Regions from separate parts of the Sus scrofa genome. Here region 2 is linked to region 1. A link is a contact called in public Hi-C data. All regions are on one chromosome and are shown on one strand. Each heading gives the region's core, a stretch centred on a gene start, on an enhancer-like site or on the middle of the called end of the contact. The rest is flanking DNA. Distances are from core to core; before and after follow the strand shown. Region 1 has its middle 21 kb from the start of ADAMTS2. Region 2 overlaps ADAMTS2 (A disintegrin and metalloproteinase with thrombospondin motifs 2).

Region 1 (7,287 bases), core at 2,522-5,021:
CATGAACTGAATCAGACCAGAGAAGGCGGCAGGGAGAGGGGAGCAGAAGGCCACAAAGAGGCCTCAGCCAGAGCATTTTAATCTTTTCTAGGGCCTCACCCATGGCATATGGAGGTTCCCAGGCTGAGGGGTCTAATAGAGCTGAAGTCGCTGGCCTACGCCACAGTCACAGCAACAGCAGGATCCAAGCTTCCTCTGCGACCTACACTACAGCTCACGGCAACACCAGATCCTTAACCCACTGAGCAAAGCCAGGGATCGAACCCGCAACCTCATGGTTCCTAGTCAGATTCCTTAACCACTGAGCCAAGACAGAAACTCCAGCCAGGGTGTTTAAGCTGATTTAAGGACAGCAGTGTAGACAGATGGACTGGGGGACCAGGTGGGAAGAACAGAGCAGGCCAAGGGCTGTGAACAGCACCAGGGGCATGGCCTAGACCACACCCCCTTTTTTTAAGGGCCTCACCTGCAGCATATGGAGGTTCCCACGCTAGGGATCAAATCAGAGCTACAGCTGCCAGCCTTCACCACAGCCACAGCAATGCCAGATCCAAGCTGTGTCTGGGACCTACACCACAGCTCAGGGCAATGCCGGATCCTTAACCTACTGAGCGAGGCCAGGGATCGAACCTACAACCTCATGGATACTAGTCAGGTTTGTTCCCATGGAGCCACAACACAAACTCCCTAGACCCTCCCTTTAAATGCCTTTACAAGGATCCCCTGAGCTCATATAAGCAACCCGCCAGGGATTCCATTCCAACCCTGCTTTGCCACCCACTAACCATCACCATAGGCACACCCTTCTGCCCTGGGCCTCAGTTTCCCAATCTGTAAATTTGGGGAGCTGATCCAGTTGATCTCCTGAGTCCTTTTAGCTCTAAAATAGTCTGAGTGGTCCAGGAAAAGCCTGAACAAGCAGTCCCCTCTTATCAACATTAATTAGAAAACATGTTTCAAGGTGATGGGGCCCCAAGAGGGAACCAGGTAACAGCAGGTTTGCAAGAGAATTCCCAAGAAGCAGTTCTGTGACCTGGAGCTCCTTACTCTCTCCCAGGGAGTGGATGTGAGAGGGTATGTGAGAGCACGGTCTCAGAGAAGGGGAGCCTTCAGGGTGGCGTGGGACCCCAGCAGGGTCCTTTCACAAGGAGCCTTGCCCCCAGGGGTAGCCTACTAGCCAGAGGGCAGTCAGGAGCAGCTGGCCGGAAAATCCCCGCCCACAACAAGGAGCACAGGGCCCCGGGGCTTTGGGGAAAGATTCCAAGAATCTGCGAAGGGCAAAGCCATCTCTCAGCCGTGGCTCCTCCCAGCTGGCCCCATGTCCCCCACTGCACCGCCCCATGAGTGACAGAGAGAGGCAGACAACCTGGCCTCTTCCCAAGGTACACAGCCCCCCAGCAGAGCAGAGGGCACCTTACTTTGAGCAAGATTGAAATGGTGACTAATACACCAGACAGGGCACCTAAAGGTAATGAAAGGACACAGCATGTGACACAGAAAGTGACTGTGTGATTGCTTATTACCGAAGGGCCAGCCTAGGTGAGGATGTGGACGAGTCAGCAGACCGGATGGGTCAGACGTGCCAGGGCCCTGAGGTCTCAAGGCTGGACCTGGCAGCCAGGTTCTCCCCAAGAACCTATCCAAAAGCCCAATCCCTGCATCCTTCCAACCTCAGAACCTCTCGGCATCTCTAACGAGATGCTCGGAAAGGCCTCCAGTGGGCTAATTCAGGCTCTAATGGAGAGCCCCTCCTCATCGACACCCAGGACAAGGAGGGCCCTTGGCTCACAGGAGCTCCCATGCCACAGCCTGCCACTTTGTAGGGTCATCTACTCTGGGAGGTTCCATACACAAACTCCTTGGTGTCTGCTCTGTGCCCTTGGGCTGAGTGTGGGCACACGGAAATAGCAATACAGGTTGACCTCGGAGATATTGAGGGTTCAGTTCCAGACCATGGCAATAAGGCATACATCGAAATAAAGCATGGCCCATGAATTGTTTGGTTTCCGAGGGCATATAATAGTTACATTTATGCCATGCTACCATCTATTAAGTGCGCCATAGCATTGTCTTTAAAAAGTGTACATACCTTAATTTAAAAATACTTTATTGCTGGAGTTCCTGCTGTGGTACAGTGGATTAAGAATCTAACTGCAGCGACTTGGGGTGCTAAGGAGGTGTGGATTCCATCCCTGGTGCAGTGGGTTAAAGGATCCGGCGTTGCTGCAGCTGTAGAGTAGCTTGCAGCTCTGGCTTGGATTCATCCCCTGGCCCAGGAACTTCCATATGCCACAGGTGTGGCCATAAAAAAACACTTTATGCTAAAAAGTTGTAACCATGATCTGACAACACAAGGTTGCCACACTTCTTCAGTTTGTAAAAACTGCAATACCTGTGACTCGCGACAAAGCAAAGCACAATAAAACGAGGTCGGCCTATAGTTAACCCTTGTATTCGTTCACCAGGGCTGCCTTGACAAGGTACCAGACCAAGTGGCTGAAACCACAGCAGTCTACTTCATCATTCTGGAGGCTGGAAGTCCAAGATCAAAGTGTGGGCAGGGTTGGTTCCTTCTGCTCCCTCTAAGGCGTCTCTCCTGGCTTGTGATGTCTGTCTTCTCCCTGTGCCTTCCCTCCCATCATCTTTCTGCTGTGTGTGTCTGTGTCCTAATCTCCTTTTTTTTCTTTTCTTTTTTTTTTTTTTTTAGGGCTACACACACAGCATATGGAGGTTCCCAGGCTAGGGGTCTAATGGGAGCTACAGCTGCTGGCCTACGCCACAGTCACAGCAACAGCAGGATCCAAGCTGCATCTGGGACCTACACCACAGCTCACGACAACACCAGATCCTTAACCCACTGCGCAAGGCCAGGGATCAAACCCTCATCCTCCCAGAGACCATGCCAGATCCTTAACCTTCGGAACCTCGATAGAAACTCCATAATCTCCTCTTCTTATAAGGACCCCAGCCATACTGATTTAGGGCCCACCCTAATGGCCTCATTTTAACTTCACTATCTCTTTAAAGACCTTATCTCCAAATACAGTCACAGTCTGAGGTACATACTGGGGGCAGGGGATAGGACTTCAATATTAGAAACTGGGGGAAGGGACACAATTCAGCCCATACCATGCGTCCAGCACTTGTTATCTGAGGGCAATATTCCAAGTGCTTCATCCCTTACCTCGCTTATTCTCTAAACAACGCTCTGAGTTACACACTCTTTTATCAACCTCATGTTACTGATGAGAAAACTGAGGCTCAGAGAGGTTAAGGCAATCGTCCAAGGTCACCCAGCATGGTGCTGTCTGCCTCCCATCACTGCAGTCGCCTATTTTTCTCCACCAGCTTCCCAGCACCCACACTCGCCTGGGCCTTGCCTGTCCCTCCACTAGAAGGGGGTCCGTGAGAGCAGGAATGGACTGTTCCCTCCCTGAGACCAGCACAGAGAAGAGGCTGCATGAGGATGTCACAATCAGAGAGGGGCACGTTCATGCTAACACATTCCCTGCCCTTCGAGAACTGCAGCCCCCACAACAGGCTTCTCCTTTCAAAGCTTGGATCAGAGCTGAGCCCCCTGGCAGCAAGCTCTCCCAGCCCCAGATCTACCCAGGCACAGGAGCATGCAGAACCCCTTGATAAAAATCAATGCCTTGGCCAGCGAGCAGCCAGGCCTTGCTTCCTGGGGCTCCACTGTATCCCAGCAACAACACGCACATCCTCTTGTCTGCAGGCTCCTGAGAAGATGCTGTTCTCAGACGCTAGAGCCCCGCCAGTTCCGGCTGGAGCCACTGAGCCTGCAGCCTCCGCCCAGGGCTCCCATGGGCTCACCTTCTGGGCCAGAGACCGACCCCCAGCGGGCGAGGCTGAGAAAGGTGTCCCAGGTCAAAGACCCTGCTGAGCGGGGCCCCAGGTTCTGCTGCCCTCCCAGCAGGCAGTGAACCTCTTGCCTCAGGGCAAACTGGAGGGAGGCCTTTCTGAAATGTGAACAGCAAAGATCTGGGTCAAAATAAACACATGTGCAGGGCATTTTATGGAGACACAGCCACTTGAATTGGGAAGGTATCATCCTCCCGCCCAGAGACCAGCAACAGAAGTGGGCACTACCCCAGACCCAGCGGAGATTCTGGGCCTGTCTGGTCAGAGCTGCTGCTGGACTTGAGCTTGTGTGATCTGTGATTGGGGTCCCTGATTCCAGAATGTAGGCAGCCTGGTCAGCTGCAAGACCATCCTCTGGTGCCCTGTGGGATGGGGCTGCCAGCCGCTGGCCCTGGGGGAGGAGGCAGGTGGCAGGAGCCCACCCCAGGCTCATGTGGACGGTGCTGCCCGCCCCTCCCTCCCTTCCCAGCCAGAGTCACATATTTTTAATTACCCTATTTTACTATTTCCTCTGTCTTGTTTAGTCCATTAGCTCAGGCTATTTACTCCTGTACTTTTAACTTGAAAAAAATTTTTGTGGTTCTTTTCCTGTTTTATCTCAGCCTTTTATCATGGAAGCTCTCTGTTCATTTCATCTAGCTTATTTCCCTTATCTTGTTTTTCCAATTTATTGTTTGATTTCCAAGAATTCTCTCTTTCAATCTGGCCTTGGCCATGGGTAGCGGCATTTTTGGACTGAAGAGCCAGGTTTGGGAGCCTGGCAGGCCTTGACCCAGATATGACTCTGTAAGCTGGTGACCTGGCCTCTGAGCATCTCTTTAGGTCTCTGAGCCTCAGTGTCTTCATGTGACCAAAGGGCACAGTCTACAGATGGGGGAGAAGCTACCTGAGGGGGGCCCCAAAAGTGGACAGAGGAGGGTCCAGGCAAGCTGAGTCTATGTCCAGGGTCCCCTGGGTGCAGCAACCCTTGGTTCCGAAAGCTGGGTCAGAAGGAGGAGCCCAGCTGGGGGAGGGCCCAGAGAGGGAGAACTTCAGCCTGGTGACTGGATCCCAGAATGGTGACAATATCACACACACACACCCATTTACATGACTGAGTAGGGTCTTTATCACAGAGCAAGAAACTCGCCTGGAGGAACCTGGTTTCATGAAACAGGCTCTGCCACTTCAGAGCAGAAGCACGCGGGCCCTGCAGGGTCCCTCTCTGGTGGGGCACCTGTGCCAAGGCGGGCAGGTGTCAAATCATGTGACCTGGGAAGGGAGGGGAGCCGAGTTATGAATGCCTCGGACCTGGAGCTGCGTGGGGCTGTGGGGGAGGCTGGAGGGGGAGGGGTGACTCAGCCAGTCTAAGGGGTTGAGACGTCACCCTGGGCAGATTTTCGTCAGGAATTCAGGAGAGGAATTGAATGTCCTCGGTTTAACCACAATTTCTCCACTGTTTTAGGAAAGAACATACTAGATCCCGCATGATTGTTTGGGAAAGAATTCTCATCCCCTTAGGCTGGTGAGCAGCATGAAGAGGAGACGAACAGAACAGAACACGGGCCACAGGACCAGGAGGTAGGACATGAGATGCAGAACGAACATCTCCTGACCAGTAACAGGGAACAGGCACCGGTTCCAGCACCGACAGTATATGAGCTGGAGTTCCCATTGTGGCCCAGTGGGTTAAGGATCTGGCATTGCGGCAAGCTGCAGCATGGGCCTCAATTGCAGTTCGGATCCCATATTGCTGTGGCTGCAGTGTAGGCTGGCAACTGCAGCTCCAATTCAACCCCTAGCCTGGGAACTTCCATATGCCCCCCCCCAAAAAAAAGCATATGAATTGTCAAGGACATGAGAGTGGTTGGCACCCAGAGTTCAGCATCCAAGCAAAGGCTCTGCTTCCAAAGCAAGCTCAGAAAGCTGGAGGTGCTGCTGTGGATGGAAATAACCTGGAGCGACGGGGAGGAGCCCAGGTATATACTCCCACGTGATACCATAGCTCTCGTGTCTGGCACCCTCAGTACCCACCCTGACTCCTAGCCATCTATGCAGCACCACAGCGTTTGCTCCAAAACCTGAACCAATCCCTCCACTTCCTCGCTGAAACCTGCCCATCACTCCCCAAGTCCTACAAGATAAAGGGCGCCTGCCTTAGCCTGAGCTTCACAGCCTGTTATCCAGCCCAGACCCCTCCTCCTGGGCTCTCCATCACCCCCAGCTGCACATGCCCTCCCGTTCTCCAACGATAGAAGCTTCACACCCTGGTCTGTGCATCTGCTTGTCCATGATCAGGCCAGAGGACCCCCATTTACCCATGAGGAGGCAGCAAAGTCACAAGATCTTGGGCTTCAGAGTTTTCAGACATGGATTCATACTCACTAACACCCACTGCGACCTCAGGCAAAGCCTGAAGGTAACATCAATCTGCAGCCCGGTGAGCCATCTTCCCACTGCTTCTTCTGCCCTTCATATTGCTGGTCACCTTCTCCCAACTGCCCTTGACCAGGATGACACAGGAAACTAGACTTTAGAAAGCCATTGTATGTCCCTGGCCTTAGTGGGTCCGATCAGAGTGACCTCGGGGTTCTGGGAGGGAAAGTCCCTCGGTCCCATGGGTGCCTCCGAAGGAGATAAAGCTCTTCTCCAGGAGGGGGCGCTGTGAGGGTGGCAGTTGGGAGCTGCTGCAGCTATTTGCTTCCAGGGTGGGAGCCAGGCTAAGGATGAATCCAGCCTTCAGAGGGAGCAGAGTCAAGGGATCCCAGAGGACTGGAGCTGGTCCTTAGGGACCTCACTAGAACGGCTGAATTGAGCCTCACCTGCAGTGTGTCTGAACTTGTCAGTAATCTGAGCCAATAGATTCCCTTCAGGGTTCAAGCCACTTTAAGTGGGCTTTTCTGTCACTTATAGAAATTCCCAGCGGACCCCAAAGCCCAGCGCTGGGCCTGGGCCTGCTACACATGCCATCAACAGCCACCTGCTCCATGAATCTCATCCTGGGACCATTGGGCAGATGCCTCCTTGGCCCCACCCCTACACCTTGGCCCCGCCCCTACTCCATCCCATCTGCTTCCTTGAGTGCTCACAACAATTGCCATGTCATAGGCACCTTTGCATACTCAGGACCTTCCGATGGTGTGCCTAGCACACACAGTGGCTCCGACACGTAAGCCGATTTAACAGTCCCAGATGGAATCCATGTGGAATCCAAGGGTAGGTAAGCACCCCTAAATTCAACCTGTATCCCAATTTCTACTAAACCTGAAGGAGAATTTTAAAGAAAAGAGAGAGTGCATTTATTTGGAAAGAGCCACTGCCATGCTAAGCATGCTGCCCCCTTTGCAGGGGACAGGCGTGGGGTGCCACCTCCTTCTCTAGTCTACTGAGGGCCCTTCCATGGCATCACTTGGAAGATGCTAAGGACTG
Region 2 (6,817 bases), core at 3,254-5,753, 200 kb before region 1:
CTTAGACAGCTCCAAGATTTAGGTGGCGCCTGGAGCATGTCCCCTTCTCCCCAACTTCTGGGCAGAGGGGTGGCTTCCCCACCTCCAGCTCTCTGCTCTTGGGCAAGGCTTCCTCAGAGCCTCAGTTACTCATCTGTAACATGGGGTAAGGAGACCCCCCTGCCCAGCGGCTTGAATGGCATAATGGATGGAAAGCCCCCAGCTCCTGCTTGGCCCTTAATAGAAAGGGGGCCTCGGGCCTGCCCTGTGCAGCATAGGGTCAAGACATCACATCTTCAGGGCTGTTTGTGCAGGGCCTGTCCCTCTCAGGGCACAGAGGAGAAGTGGGAACGCTGGAGCCTCCACCTTCCCCAGATAGCAGGGACGGCGAGGCCACTTACACATGGCCAGTCTCATGGGCCACCACGAACGCTGAGGAGAAGCCATCCTCGTGGTTCAGGGTGCAGCTGCGGACAGGGTGGCACATCCCGGTGACAGGAGCATAGCCTGGAAGGAGACAGAGATCGATTCCAGCTCCCAGGTCCAGAACCCTGCCCTAACTGGGAACTTTGAACCCAACGCCCCTCAACATCCTCTGAGAAAACGAGCAGAGTCACCTCCCCCTTGGCTGGCACAGCTCAGGAGACTGCCCCGTCCCCACCCAGGGCAGCCACGTGCCCGTCAGGGGCCACACCACAGCCAGTCAGTTTCCTGAGTCCAGGTGTAACCTAGCAGGACGCTGTGCCCCTCAGTGGCCCCCTGCCCGCTGTTCTATTTCAGGCCACCTCCCCCTCTTGGCTGAGTGGCCCTCGGCCCCTGGGCAGCATGCCTCCTGCTGCTGCTGCAGGCACCCTGGCCCTTGTGCCCGACCACACACCCTGAGCCCACTCCCTCGGGGGGTCTTCTCTGGCTCCCCCGTGGCTGCTCTGGGTTCCGGGAGACCCCAGTCAGACCCATGGCCAGAGCGCAGAGAAGGCTGCAGTGACAGTGGCCCCGAGCTGTTCAAGGGCAGAGTTGGGCCTGGACAGCCGACGTGCCATGCTGCCCAGCTGAGTCGTGAAAGGGGACTGGCCACCTGGACGGGGCTGCAGAGCAGCCACAGACAACAAGGCCCTAGGAGCCCTCCACCTGGGAACCAGGCGCTCTGGCCAAGGAGATTCTGAGCCACATTCCTGCCGAGGGATCCCAGGGTCTGTCGGGTACAAGTCAGGAAGGGGCAAGACGCCCCCACAGGCAGAAGGTGGGGAGGGCAGCACAGGAGGCAATGCCCCACAACAGGAGAGCTTAGGACCCTCCCGCGCCACCTGACCCCATCAAGGGCTTGCTGAATTCGCAGGTAACAGTGAGGGGACGCAGTGGGTTTTACCGGCCCAGTTACAGTGCGTGGCCCAAGGAAGCAGCTGGGATGGAGCCTGACAGGGAGCTGGAAGGCAGGAAGGCCTCTCTGGGGTATGACCGGTCTGTGGACTGGCTGGTCCCCCCAGTTGGGCTGAGCCTGATCACGGGTGTCTTTTTCTCTCCCCTCTCCGCCCCCACACACTTTGTCTTTTTCTTGTTTTTTTTTTTTTGTCTTTCGTCTTTATAGGGCCTCTCCCTTGGTATGTGGAGGTTCCTAGGCTGGGGGTCAAGTCGGAGCTATAGCCACTGGTCTAGCCAGAGCCACAGCAACAATGGATCCGAGCCTTGGCTGCGACCTACACCACAGCTCACGGCAATGCAGGATCTGTAACCCACTGAACGAGGCCAGGGATCAAACCCGCAACCTCATGGTTCCTAGTCGGATTGGGGAACCACTGAGCCACAGATGGGAATTCCTTCTTTTTCTTTTTCAGCCTCACCCACAGCAAATGTAAGCTCCCAGGCCAGGGATCAAATCCGAGTCAGAGCTGCCACTTACACCACAGCTATAGCACCCCACTGTGCCAGGTTGGGGATTGAACTAGCACCTCCACAGAGACAAGCTCACAGAGTGTCTTTAGCTGTCCCCAGGGAAGGCTTACAGGACAGCATTCACAGCCACAGGGAGGAGGAGGGTGATGGGAGGGTGGGATGCTGAGACCCTGCTCCAAAAGGAAGAAATCCAGCGAGCGGGCCTTGCCGCTTGCCCCTGGACAGGATAAAGAAGCCCAGGAGTTCCTGCTGTGGTGCAGGGGGTTTGAGACCTGGCATTGCTGCAGCTGTGGTATGGGTCCTGCGTTGCAGCTGCAGCTGGGATTTGATCCCTGTCCAGGGAACTTCTGTATGCTGCAGGTATGGCTGAAAAAGATAAAAACAAAAGACTAGGGGAGGAGTTCGCTGGTGGTGCAGTGGGTTAAGGACCTGGAGTTGTCACTGCTGTGGCTCTGGTCGCCTTTGTGGTGGTAGTTGGATCCCTGGCCTGGGAACATCTGCATGCTGTGGGTACAACCAAAAACAAACAAACAAAAAACAAAACCAGGGGAAGCAAACAACTGTGAAGCTCAGCCTCATGTCCTGTCTGGTCTCTTCCTGATCTTTGCTGTGCCCCGGGGAGATGTGGCTTCCTGGAGGAAAGTGTCAGAGTCCCTGGTGGTTTTCAAGAGCCAAGAGGGCACTAGTGCTTGCCCGGTGCCTGACACAGGTCCCCTTGCCCGGACACCCTTCCCAGCCCGGCCAAGACTGCCAGGGGCTCACGCTCAGCCGCCCTCCTTCCTGTGGGCCCCGCAGGGCGAGGCTCACCTTGCATGCCCGAGGGCCCAAAGTCCTGCCGGGTGAGGAAAATGGCATGATCGTGGTACTCCTCGTGGCCAGTGTCCGGCTTCTGCTGCAGGTAGGCCCAGCGGCAGACGTTCTCCAGACTCTGAGAGGGGTTTCCGATCTCAATGAGGCTCATGGACTGCAAGGGGCAGGAAAGACAGAGAGAGAGAGAGGAGTTGGCATCTGCTGGTCCAGGTGCAAGCTGAGCAGACCTCACTGACTGGGGACCTGGACCACGTGACACTGAGCCTGGTCCCTCTCAGGACCTCCCACTTGGCTCCATTCTCCTGATTGGATGGACAGGCTCCTTGGCCACACCCACCTGCACGAAGTCACTGCACACTTCCTGGCAAGACGTGGGAGCAAAGCTCCGAGGCCGTCTAAGGGCCTCAAGGGACTCAAGTTAGGTCAGTGGAGCTGAGGTTCAAAAGGACCAAAAAAAAAATACCCGGCTGAAGCAAGTCTTGCCTGGTGGCAGCCCCCTAAACAACTGCCCATAAGCTTCTGCCTCTTGCACCCCAGGCCCAACCCTTCTTCAATCTACTCCTCCATCTGCCTGAGACCACCAGCCTCCTCGTGGGGTCCACCTGCCTCAAAGGGCTCCTCACAGACAGGTGTCCAGGCAGAGGGTCCAGGGGGTCTGGCACCCACATGGCTCACCTGAGCTCTAATGGGATCTCCCCCTACTCCACTGCCACCCGGCCCATGTCCACAGTCCTCATATGGGCCCTGCTCTCTGGGGCACCCCAGACCCCTCCATTCCATGCATAGGCTGTAGCCCTTGGCCAAGTGAAGACAGAAGACTCATCCATTTCTCCTTCAGATGTGATGGAGAGAGGCTGGGAGCATTGCCTGTTGCAATTAAGAGACTCTCAGGGAGGAGCTCCCTGCGTAGCTCATCAGAAATGAATCTGACTAAGTATCCATGAGGATGCAGGTTCAATCCCTGGCCTTGCTCAGTGAGTTAAGGATCCGGCGTTGCCATGAGCTATAGTGTAGGTCACAGATGCGGCTAAGATCTGGCATTGCTGGGGCTGTGTAGGCCAGCAGCTATAGCTCCCATTCAACCCCTAGCCTGAGAACTTCCATATGTTGTAGTGCGGTGCTAAAAAGCAAAAAAAAAAAAAAAAAAAAAAAAAAAAAAAAAAAAAAAAAAAGGAAAAGAAAAGAAAAAGAAAAGAGTCTCACGCCCAGTTCACTGTGGTCATTTGCATTCCTCCTGTCCCCAAAGACCCCTATCTATCCGTCTCCTGGCTACCTGCTCCTCCCTGCATTGGCTTCTCTAGGAAAACTTTTCATATGACTCAGCCTGTTCCCACCTGTGCTGGGCTGGGCACTGCACACAAGGCTATGGTGTTCCAGGGGGCAGCAAGGGGATGGCCCCAGAACTGGCTGAGGCCCTCACAGACCAGCCTCCCTCCTTCTGAGGGAGACGCGGGCACCAGCTGTCCAGAGCAAAGTGCAGTGCAGGGCTGTTTTTACAGCAGACAGGGCATTTCTGCACCCTGGGGCTGGATGGTAGCTGTGGGGTCCATGTATCAGGGCTCACACTATGAGCAGGTCACTAGGCTCTGGGTTCACACATATCATCCAATTAAAACAGTTGCCCTCAGATATAGATGTTGTTATTATAATATTTTCCATATCAGACAATTGAAGTAACACACTGAAGTCTAACCTCTAGAAAGAGATGGAGGTGGGCCTGGAAACCCCGCCACTTCCAATGGTGGGGCCATCTCCCTTAACAGGAGGAAAGGAAGGGTGAGCACCAGAGGTGGCCACCAGGTGGCGCTGCTGCCACAGGAGAGGCGGCGTGGGTGCTCAGCGGTGGGAGGGACACAGAGATCCCAGGGCTGTGTGGCTCTGAGTAACCCAGGCACCGGGTCAAAGGGGACCAGCGAGGCCCCAGACAGCCTCTGGGGTCCCCCCTTAAACAAATCAATTAGGATCTGGGCTGAAAGTTCTGTTCCAATCAAGGCTGACATTTCCATTGTTTGCTCTAGAATGTGCTGAATTATTTATGCTCTTCCTTCCCTCTGTCAAGGAGACAAGAGCAAAGCAGGACCAGCAGCCTGGAGGCTCTGCAGGCTCAGTCACATATCCGGGTGCCCCACAGACCACAAAGCCCACCCACAGGGCACCTGTAGGTGACAGGTGAGGCTCACCTGGCTAGACTGGGGCTCTTGGCTTGGAGGCCTGCTCCTCTCCCCACACTACATTCTTTAAGTTACCTCACTCTCCTGGGCTCCCCATCCGCAAAGTGGGAACAACGGCACCACTGAACTGGGAGCTCAGGTGCTACCATCCATGGTAACCAGCATCCATGATGTTCCTTGTCCTTGTCCCTTGGCTTGTGTCCTGGGGATCTGACTGCAGCCCCACAAAGCCTTCTCAGCTGCCCTGACCCCAGAAGGTCTCCCACTCAACCTGCCCTCCCAGAGACACAAAACAGGACAGCATGTGTGGAAGTGGAGTCCAGACCTGCTGGGTTCAAGAGGGACGAGCGCACTTCTTGACCTTGGCACTGCTGACATTTGGGGCCAGGAAATTCTCTGCGGTGGGGGCTGGCCTCTACTTGCTAGATGCTACCAAGGTGGTGGCGGGGTGGGGGGGTTGTGGCAAAATTGCCTTTTGTGGAGAACCACTGGCATGGGGCACCCTGAGGGGATCCAGCCAAGGAGCCTGGAGCTGGTGTTCCCCAACCAGTGGAACAGCAGCCGAGCCCAGCCCCCTCTCAGCCATGCACGTGAGACCTCGGTAGGCCATACCCTTGTCCTGTCAGGTGGGGGTGACAACGCGACTGCCCCCAAAGAGATGATCTGAGGGAGAAGTGCGTGAAGTCATGTCAGGGGCCTCAGACAGGGCCTGCCTGACCCAGAGGGGGTCTTGCAGGCTGTAACTGGTATGAGCAGCCTTATTCTGCTGTCCCTTGCTAACGCGTGCTCATCTTACTGGGGACCCTAAGGTTCAGTGAGGGTAACTTGCTGAAGGTCCCAGAAGGATCGACAGGGCCAGAATTCACACCACACCCCCTGGCTGGGGGAAGCATGGGCTCCCTGGAGCCTGGGGGCAGTGTGTGTGTGGGGTGTCTTCTCCCTGCAGCTCTGGCCCGCGAAGCAGTCCCCGGAGTCCAAATTTCATCGGGACAGGCATCTCAAACCCCAACACCAGAGAAGGCTGGAAGGTGTGATCCTTATTTCTCTGCCAGGACTCCTGCATCATCAAGGCGCATTCCAGACATCCTCCCAGAAAGCCCACCTGCCAGCGCCGCAGTCGATACACGAACACCCCCAGGTTCAGGCCTGCGCGGCGCTTCTGGCCCCACTGCTTCTTGTGTCTCTGGACCCTGGAGGGTCTGGCACAAGAGGTGGGACGGGAGGGTCAGGGGCTGGACACCATGCCCGGCACCCATCAGGTTGGGGGTTCGGACCCAGTCTCTGGGGAGACCAGCAGGTGGTCCCTGGGGTGCTCTGAATTCCCTACACAGCAGGTAGGTGATGGCTGGGGACATGCAATAAGAGGACGGTGGCGCTGGGCCCTTGCACACCAAGCCCTGCCCCAGCACACCCTTCTCTCGCCTCCACTGAGAGACTCAGAACTCCTCTGACCCCTTCCTTCCAACACTGAAAAATTCCTGAGAGTGTTCCCTGCTTGGTCTTGACCTGGCCTTTCATGACAAGATACCTTATGTTCTTTGATTGTCCCCAAGTCTCTGATTTCCATTTGCTTTGATTTTTATCATCTTAGGAAATATTTAAAATGAGAACTGTTCAGTAGCTTTGGTGCTTCCTCAAAAAATCAATTGAAAAGCCAGTTGCTATGCAACCCTCGAGTGTTGCCGATGTTCTGCTCCCTGGCTGATGGCATATTGTATAAAATAAGATAATCTCTTTTCTTCTGCTTTTTTTTTTTTTAAAGAAATGGAGAAAAATGTTATCTCAAGGAAAAACTTGAGATAACTCTGAGGCCTCTCATAAGCTGGAAGACAGACAACATATCACTGGCACGAATGTCACTGTGGGGACAGGCAGAACGGAGGGAGGGTGTGCAGAAGTGGGGAAGCTGGTCTATTTCCATCACACTTTAGAATAAATAAGAGCATCTGAATATCTGGGCCTCTTTC

What was found. A called contact is a pair of places that touch in the nucleus more often than the background predicts.
Region 2: a contact with region 1 is called in a Hi-C map of omental adipose tissue, with 3 times the contacts expected there. The contact joins two enhancer-like sites. A contact is called at or near these places in 1 of 5 promoter capture datasets (liver), 9 of 47 Hi-C or Micro-C datasets (embryonic fibroblasts, fetal skeletal muscle, liver and 5 more) and 1 of 2 datasets of contacts at active chromatin or transcription factors (skeletal muscle).

The regions. Positions count from the first base shown.
Region 1 is chr2:79,158,640-79,165,926 of Sscrofa11.1, reverse strand. No RefSeq gene overlaps it. Among named protein-coding and RNA genes, the nearest start is that of ADAMTS2, 21 kb to the left of the region's middle. Within about 2 kb of position 3,771, at least 2 of the 83 cell types and tissues checked have an H3K27ac peak or open chromatin away from gene starts, as enhancers often do. A contact at or near this core is called in omental adipose tissue, where this site is marked.
Region 2 is chr2:79,358,282-79,365,098 of Sscrofa11.1, reverse strand. It overlaps ADAMTS2 (A disintegrin and metalloproteinase with thrombospondin motifs 2), which reads right to left. Exons shown (of 22, transcript XM_021084334.1): 6 at 2,677-2,833; 7 at 381-486. Among named protein-coding and RNA genes, the nearest start is that of GRM6, 110 kb to the left of the region's middle. Within about 2 kb of position 4,503, at least 8 of the 83 cell types and tissues checked have an H3K27ac peak or open chromatin away from gene starts, as enhancers often do. A contact at or near this core is called in omental adipose tissue, where this site is marked.